2 separate regions of the Columba livia genome follow, and region 1 is linked to region 2. Evidence: chromatin contacts called from public Hi-C data. All regions are on one chromosome and are shown on one strand. The core of a region is the stretch at or near the end of the contact, and the rest is flanking DNA. Distances in the headings are between cores, read along the strand shown.

The links. A called contact is a pair of places that touch in the nucleus more often than the background predicts.
Region 1: a Hi-C map of liver shows a contact between it and region 2, with 2.8 times the contacts expected there. The contact joins the promoter of KYAT3 here to the enhancer-like site in region 2. A contact is called at or near these places in 2 of 2 Hi-C or Micro-C datasets (crop and liver).

What each region holds. Positions count from the first base shown.
Region 1 is chr8:25,646,888-25,651,241 of bColLiv1.pat.W.v2, reverse strand. KYAT3 (kynurenine aminotransferase 3) reads right to left here and starts at 1,990. Exons shown (of 14, transcript XM_065071184.1): 1 at 1,872-1,990. The coding sequence starts at 1,970. All of the region lies in intron 1 of LRRC8B (leucine rich repeat containing 8 VRAC subunit B), which reads left to right.
Region 2 is chr8:25,464,818-25,469,058 of bColLiv1.pat.W.v2, reverse strand. It overlaps ZNF326 (zinc finger protein 326), which reads left to right. Exons shown (of 13, transcript XM_021292332.2): 2 at 1,734-1,885. Among named protein-coding and RNA genes, the nearest start is that of ZNF326, 57 kb to the left of the region's middle. Within about 2 kb of position 2,663, at least 1 of the 3 cell types and tissues checked has an H3K27ac peak away from gene starts, as active enhancers do.

The sequences.
Region 1 (4,354 bases), core at 741-3,240, 180 kb before region 2:
TAAAAACACACATATGGTTGAGAAGATTAATCCAATTTTACAGTGCATGTCTTGGTAAATATGATTAATGTTTGGCTGTGCTGTATAACTGTACAAATAACTGTAATACTGTACAAATAACACAGGTACTACTTAGACTGAGCCCCCTACACACATCTTTTCACATGTTAGACTACTTCTCACACTACAAGGAATAAGACCTCTCGCCTTGAATCTTTCCAGTGAATAATGAGAATTCTGTATTCTGCCACATGTAAATTTGTTCCATTGACCGATTCCTCTTGAAATTGTTTCAATTTTCTAAAAGCTAAAGGTTTATCAACTGCATTACTTTCATAATTAACTCTACAACGCAAATTTTAACTGCATTAAGTAACCTTCCCTAGCTAAAAATGTATTAACCAGTAAAATAAGGATCCACCTTACAGTTCTCATACTACTTTAAGTTTAAATATTCCATTACTTAAGTTTTCCTATTTATTTTTTCTTGTGCCTTGAAACTAGTTTTATAACAGAACAGCTGGACCTGCATTAGTTTTCAGGTTTTCACAGATTCAGCTTACAGTGAGATTCAGGTCCACCTTATTAATTTGAGAAAGCCAACCAATTAACTGACATTTTTAAATGATACCTTGAGCAACACTCTTGTTCCTCAAGGTCATGAGAATTCTTAAGACTCTTACATTTTAGCACAGTTAAGTCATCACTTGATAATCTTCGAGCCATTTCTAGGTGCAAGGCTAGGATTTCCATGAGTTTAAGATCAGTGTTAAGCAGCATCAAGCTCTAACTCTGACCTCCTGCTTTCCATAACACCTTCTGTCAGGGAAAGCACCTGATATAAAGTCAGGTGCTACTCATATTTATCTTTCTTCCTAATGCAAAGAAACTTGTGATTAAATTTAATGGTAATATATTTAATAACAACAGAAGCATGGTGCATAATTATATTGTAGAATTTATATGTCAAAAGCTACAAATGAAGGCAAGATCTTCCAAAAATTTAAAAACAAAACAATCAAGATTAGATTTCAGCATGTTTAGTGAGAATATCCAACTCCATTATATAGAATATAAATACTGACAGCTTATGAACAACTGGCTGAGGCAAATGATGACCTTCAAAAAGTGGCTTGCACATTCAAACTTCTCATATGGGTAAAATGTACCACAACTATCCAGTATAATGTTTTGAACATCTGTTTTGAAGGATCTGACATATGCCTTGGTTGACCTGAGGTGCTGACTAGATAGACATCTGTCCTGACCTGCAAACACAATTTACATTCCAATGTTTTATAAGAAATGCAAAGTGCAACCTACAACAACCTACCATGTTGCATAGTTCTGTTTTCTCTCAACAAAACCAGAAGAGTTAAAATTATGTTAAACAATCTTATAAGTAGTTAAACTGGGAAACAGAGAGGATTCTGCATAAAATTGAGATACTTGTATACCCTGTGTTATTGCAATATCAAGAAGCACCACTACTCTTATTTAATTACATGAAAACTGAGGTGCAAATAAATTAATTTTTTACCAAAAGTCTATGATAAAGCTGTCTCCTGTATCTCAAGCTCTATTGCCCTAACCGCTGGGCAATCCTTCTGGAGCAATATGTGCTAACATGACTTTAAAGACTGGAAAGGATACACAAAGCAGTAATCACCAAATATGTGTTACGCTAGTGTGGTTAAATATTTGACTGATTCAAATATCTTATAATGTTCTTGATATTAAATGCTTGGATCAATGTAACAAAAATAAGGAAAACACAGCTAATGCATATATACTGGCATCATTGCAAAATTAGTGCATTTCAAAACTATTTTGTGCAGTATTTTAATCTATGAAGCTGAAGGAATACTTACTGCAGAGGCCGAAAGTTTTCTGGATCTGGAAAGCAAATCCGTTCCTAGTTGGGATGGTCTAACACCAAGGCAACAGAAGCTTCGTGAAGCAAAAAGCATGCCTGTACAATAGTGACCTGAAAAAACTTACAGACCCCAGGAATTAGTTTCTACACATCACTAAGCAATTCTAAAATGTAAGAACCCCTTCTTTTCTCTTCAGTGATTTTGTTTCATTTACATTGAAATAAATTCTAGTAAATTATTACCTCATCATGTTTGTATGCATCGAGAAGTAAACTTTTAACTGACAGTGCTGCAAAAGGTTTCTGGATGTCCTCTAAAAGGACGGTTTCCTGTATTTGACAGCACTGATCTTCTTTTCCTTGAATGTCAATTAAGAGTGTATGCAATTCAAGGTTCTAAGTCTGTTAGAATTGTTGCAAACACGTGTTTGTGTAATAAAAATTGCTATTACAATTGCAATTTAGACAGCAAGAGAAAGAGCCGTATTTTTTAAAAGTCACACAGCTCTAAAACTGGTTGCCATTTTCAAATGTTTCAAATCAGATATTCTGCAACTGAGATAATTAAGATCACCAGTCATACTGGAGAGGCAGACCTACACACTTTATAGATATGTAAACTACGCTAAGTTTTGCCACAGTGACTTAGCAAACATCAAGTATCTACCATGGCAGGAAACAGTTAGAAAGGATGTTCTGTGTGGAGTAACAAATCATTCACTGGTAACTTCACTGGTAACATGTGCCCTGTTAACCAAGAACTATAAAAAAGAGGAGCTGGAACTACAGGCAACTATTTCAATAATGTGTTTTTAAAACATTGCCAAAACGACTGAAATGCGTAAGAGAAAACCATAACCGATAGACCTCTGTCAGGAACACAGTAGCCACAGCAGTATAATTATTAACTTTGTTTTCCATCGTTTACTCATTAAAGAACAAATAATCCCTGCTTCTACCCAGACTTTGCCACCTGAAAAGGGGAAGAAAACCAAGAAGAAAGAAAACAACTATACTATTTGTGTTAGAAACAAAGGAATACCATTGCCTGCTTTGCTTACAAAAACTAATTATGTAACATACTATCTTAAAATGTGACTATAACAACAGTACTGTTCTCCCAGGCTCAGACTAGAGGCAGGCTTACTCTTGCAGCACACTGCAAACACTTGCAGGGACAAACATGCCTATTTTTGCCTGTTTCATTTTCTATTGTGGAGTAGCAAAATTAAATTAAGAAATTTGCAAACCTTACACGCAAAACTAACTTACAACTTTGTAAGAAAAATTATTATCAGCTGTGAATATTTCTAGCATTAGTGCCATGCTGCACAGAAAGATGGTGAGGTATTTGACAAGCCATTATTTGACACGAGGCAATGAGACAAAACCACAACACAGCATGACGGGCAGCAGACCTGTAGCCACCATAGCATGGTCAGTCCCTGCAAGTACCTGAAATACCTGAAGTAAAAAATTAAATCCACCTTTAACACCACAGAAACGTAGACATTGTGAAAGCTTTATGAGGAACATAGCAGAAAAAACACTGGCATGTAACATTTCTCCCGCTACATTTCAACCTTTGTGATACTTTTCCAGCAAATGCTGAACACCATTTGTTCAGACTCACAAGCACTCAGAGATAAGGCCACTGGGCACTAAATGGAAAAGCCTCATGTAAAATACTTGTTTGACTTTTTCTTTCTAAAAATACCTCTTTCCTGCAACACTGAGTACTTCCATTGAAACTACCCTAGGAAGTAAAGGCAAAGGCCTTCTTAATAGAACCAGATATTTTCCCACAATGATCTCAAAAAATAAAAGCAAGACCTATTTTTTTTTTTTCCAGACACACACATTCCCACTATAATTGTATATGACATGTTAATACATATCACAGGCTCAAAAGACTTATTCACTGTTACTTTTAGGATGAGTGCACACTTAATTATTATCCCTGTATGTGTTTTGGCAATGACCAAGAACATACAAGACATTAATGAGATGTTTTATAACGCCCTGAAGTACATTTTTCTCATCAAGATAGAAACCCACGCTGTGCTTTATAACCACTCCAGCACAGATACAACCTCTGAGTTACAGGCTGTTCCGCTCCCGTCACCGCTGCCCAGGCTCCTGGTCACACAGTACCCTGACCCTACTCTGGAGGCATTCAAGACCTGCCCGGCCACCTTCTGTGTAACACCTAGGTGTTCCTGCTCCAGCAGGGGGATTGGACTGGATGATCTTTCGAGGTCCCTTCCAATCCCTAACATTCTGTGATTCTGTGACCCCAGATGCTGCTGTACCACCAGGTCATTTTACTAAAAGTAACATGTTTGTAGTGAATTTATTTTTTCCCTTTGAAACTGAAGACCAAATGCTGCTGTGCCTTCATTTGAGCTCCAGTTATAGCACCTCTGTGAAAACAACGCCTTTGGGCTTGAAAGACTCATGGGGAGACCCCTTAAGCTG
Region 2 (4,241 bases), core at 1,414-3,913:
CAGAAGCAGCTGACTCCTGGCAAGGCAGAGCTGCAGAGCAGGCAGAGTTACTAGGGCAGAAGTCATTTTTCAGACCTTGGAGCAAAGCTTCCCAGGGCAGAGCTGGGGGGACGCGAGACCCCTGTCAGTGCCAACCCACTCATCTCCCTGACACCCCAGGAGCTGATACCCTGGCTGCTGACTTGGGGGGGGGGGGTGCGCAGCACAGCACCCACCTTTTGCAGTGAATCAACCTACCCTCTGTCTTCAGATCAAGGCTCCGAAGTGGATTTAACAGCACAATTGTTGAGCTAACAGAGTGTGTAATCATCAGATGTTTCATAGAAACCAGAATGTTTGGATGTGAGGTTCCTCAGTGCAGGTTAAGTCAAAGCACGACAAATGGAAAGCACAGAGAAGCATTATTTTTGGCATTAAATTTTCAGATTGCACTAAACACACACTACATGCACAAACCTGATCCAGAAACATATGCAGCATATGGGGGTTTTATGCGCCTTGAATAGTAATGTGTTTGCTGAGATTCCTGTCATCTATGAAGTGCATGGGAAGTAGCATGCACACTGTGAGAAAGAGGACACGGCTATTTTCTTCTCTTCGTGGGGGATTGCTGGGAGTAAGTTGCTTCCTATCTCGGACTTTCCGCTTTAGGATTCTCTTTTTTGTTCTGTAGCAAGCCCATGGATTTGCTGATGCGAACCACAGTCACAAGAAGGACTAGAGACCAACATCTTTGTCCTTAAAAGGCCTCAACCACTTGAGACGTACGAAAAAAATATCACCCGATTGTTATTTTTTTCCCTAGAAGATGATGTGCTTTTTCACATCTCTCATTTGGCGTTCTTCTCTTCAGTCACAGCAACAGTATCCTAGCTAATAGTGACTTTTATTTTAAAGGGGCATGTACATAAACGTGCCTTTATACTCTGAGATAAGTTATCTGACTGCTGCTGTGTGCTGCAAGTGTTATTTATCGTCACATTTTTTATCTTGGAACCTCACAGTTTCTCGTACATGCTGCTTCCATCTAAGAGGTGTTTTACATGTATGTGCACTGGCCAAACTTTCTCAGAAAACAGCATGAATAAACCCTAGCTGTGAATGGCACACTGCTATTTCAGTTACTTTGTGTGCGTGTGCGAGAGCATATGCATAAAATCTACTTAAATGCAAAGCTTCTTGTGAGAAAACTGGGTTTGTGGCCTGTCTGATATATAAGCACCTATACAGAAGCGTTAGAAAATATTGGCAATGAGTATGTGTGTTTGTGCTAGTTATATGTCTTGTTTGGCTTTTTTTTGAAGAACAGGAAGGTTAGGTAGGGGGTCTGGCACCAGCATCTGTAACATGGGAGCAGTTGGGCATGTAACAGGCAGCTGAAGAAGGTGCTCCAGGGCATCTGTGGGCTGGCTGATGGTGAAAGGGCACCGAGCAATGACAAGCCCAGTTCTGTCCTTGCTCAGGGCACCTCCGCAGCTCTGACTTGCCCCGTGTGGAGGCTGCAGGGCAAACAGCCCAGCTGGAGTCCTACACACCTCCAGCAGCACTTTCCTGCAAGATTAGATAGTAACTGAGGCTGGCCTGCAAGGAGTGCAAAGTAAAACTAAGTTGTAAATCTAAAACGCAATAAGCATAATTGCTCATAAGTATTTGCATGCAAGAAAAGTAAGGCACTTCACTGATAATTTGCCAATTACTAATAAGTTGCTTTGCAAATATATTTTTTCCTCTAGGGATGCGTGATAATGAAGCTGACATCCTCTCTTTATTCCCAACCAACTGGAAATCATGTCAAAACCAAGCCAAAGCCTGAAGTGGGTTCTGCTGCCCTCACTCTGTGGCACCGCGACACAGAAGTTATAGCAATTTCTCTTTCTGCTTTCTGGTGAGTGTCCACTGCCACGTGTGGGATGCTGGTGGGGCTGCAGCAGCACGCGAGCTCCAGCAGGTCCCTGCTATGGCACATTTGGAAGCCTCTAGCGTCTGGGTTTTTTTGATGGTGGTGGTTTTGTTTGTTCGTTTTTATTGTTTTGTTTTGTTTTTTTCCCTGTAGGAATGGATGACATGATTAGTATGTTTCTGCATTACGATTTTTACACTCCCTTCTGCTGAATTTTAGGGCATTTTGTATGCTTGTGGTGTACCATATATATATATATACAGAGGCCATAATATTTCAGCTTTGGAAACACCATATTATGGATCTGATTTATGCTGTGATGACAGATTTAAAAGCCCACTGAAATCAGCGTGGCTCTGGATGGTTACCATGGTTCTTCCGCAAGGCTCAGATGGAAAGATCTGCTTCTATGTTAATATCTCAGAAGAAATAAAGGGAAGTAGATTTCTTGTTATAGAAAAAAATCAATGCAATTTTCATGTTCCTGCCCCAGTCTTCATAATCCTGAAATGCAAAGAAAGTCATCTCCTCAAAACGTCAAGTGTCAGTGGAGATGTATGTTATAAAATAAGTAAGGAAAATATATCCCACTGCTGTAAATGCTGTTTTAATGGCACTGGAGAGATGTGCTCCTGTAGAGTGAAACATTGTGCCAAACACATCTGCTCTAAACAGCATTAAGAGACAGAAAGCTTTCATCAAAAGCCAGAAGAAATCCCCCCTTATTGTTGATAAGCTTTAGATCAACACCACGGCAATGAAATATGGATGATTTGTTAGTGTCAGGCCTCCACAATTGCTGGTACCTGGTTGCTCACCACTGTTAGCAGCAATCGATAGTAATTTTACAGAATTTCTTCAGGTTTTAGATAATGCTTTAAATGAAAGGGTAGAAGAAAACACAGCACTTGGGAAGAGGAGGAGAGGGTGTGGGCAGTTACCGTATCAAACTACGGAAGAGCTGTATTTCACAATAACTGTGCTGCTGTGTGTGCTTGGAGAAATCACTCGTTGCTTTATCCTCATACTGCTCTGAAGAATTTACAAAAAAAAAAAAAAATCAAACAAAAAAACCCCAAGAAAACAAACCCAAAGAAGCAGCAGAATATGAATTCAAGAACAGAACAGGGTTGCACAGGGAGCTTCTACACTGAACTAAAACATTCATGTTTTAGATCATTGAGAATGAATGTACAATACTAGTCTGTTCTCTTTCTTTCCCTATGTCTCCATTTTGCTTAGATCTTTTCCTTTTTGGAGTCTTTCAAGGAGGAAACAAGGAGCCTTTGTTTTAAAAAGCCTGAAACCAACAGTGGCCCATTGATCATAATTAAGTCTAAAATAATACGCTTTTGCTGACCTGTTTGCGCTTAATCCAAAAAACCTGCTACCTGCTGTAGCCTTGGTCTGCCCCCAGATCCAGTTTCTTCTCCCTGAGCTTCTGGTTCTGAGACAGTAACTTTAAAAGCCCAAATCTGTATTGTCTGCCGGGCTGCATGTGAAAGCACCTCCTCTTCTGTCTAGTGCCTGAAGTGCTTGCTGGTATGAAAACAAATTTTTCACAATCGGATGTTCCCTTTGTCACGTACCCTCTTTTCTTTGACAGAGTGCTGTCCCCCACAACCACCTCTGTTGTCAATAACTTCCTCAGATGGTGAAGCAACACACAGGATAGCAGTAATTCTCTCAATAACACTGGGAGGTTGCGTATAGATTATAAGTAACCTTGCCATGATGTGCATGGGCTCAATTCAGAGCTTCCCGATTTCTCTGTGAATCTCTGCCGATTTCAACAATTGGTTTCTTTGGGGGCTTTTTTTTTTTGGCATCAAGTCCTTAATCCTACAAATGGTGAGTGTTAGGTGCCCTGGCCCTGCTTCTGCCTGCTCTGAGCCTGGGTCTGCACAGGGACACACAGGACGCAGGGTGGTGCTCAGGGAAACCCCCTTCAAGGGTCCCCTAGTACACATCTCCTAGATCGCTCCTTTGACTCACCAACTGCTCTGGCTTGGAGTTCATGAGCCGATCACATGCACAGACAAAGAACAGAGAACACCATCACATGGAAGGTAGTTAAAAACAGAATTTAAAAGGAAGATAGGATAGATAGTGCCCATCAGTCACACATACATATTGGCCAGCAGCCTGCTTACATGAAAATGGTCCTTTTTACTCCGCTTCCCCAATCCACCTCAATCTTTTCTGTTCTTCCCTGATCTACCATTGTTCCTCCCTTCCCCCAAACACCTCATAATAATCCTGTATCATTTTAACAGCCTCCTGTTTAATCCCAGTGTTTCCCTCCCAGGCACCTCATTATAAATCCTGTTCTCCTTTATGC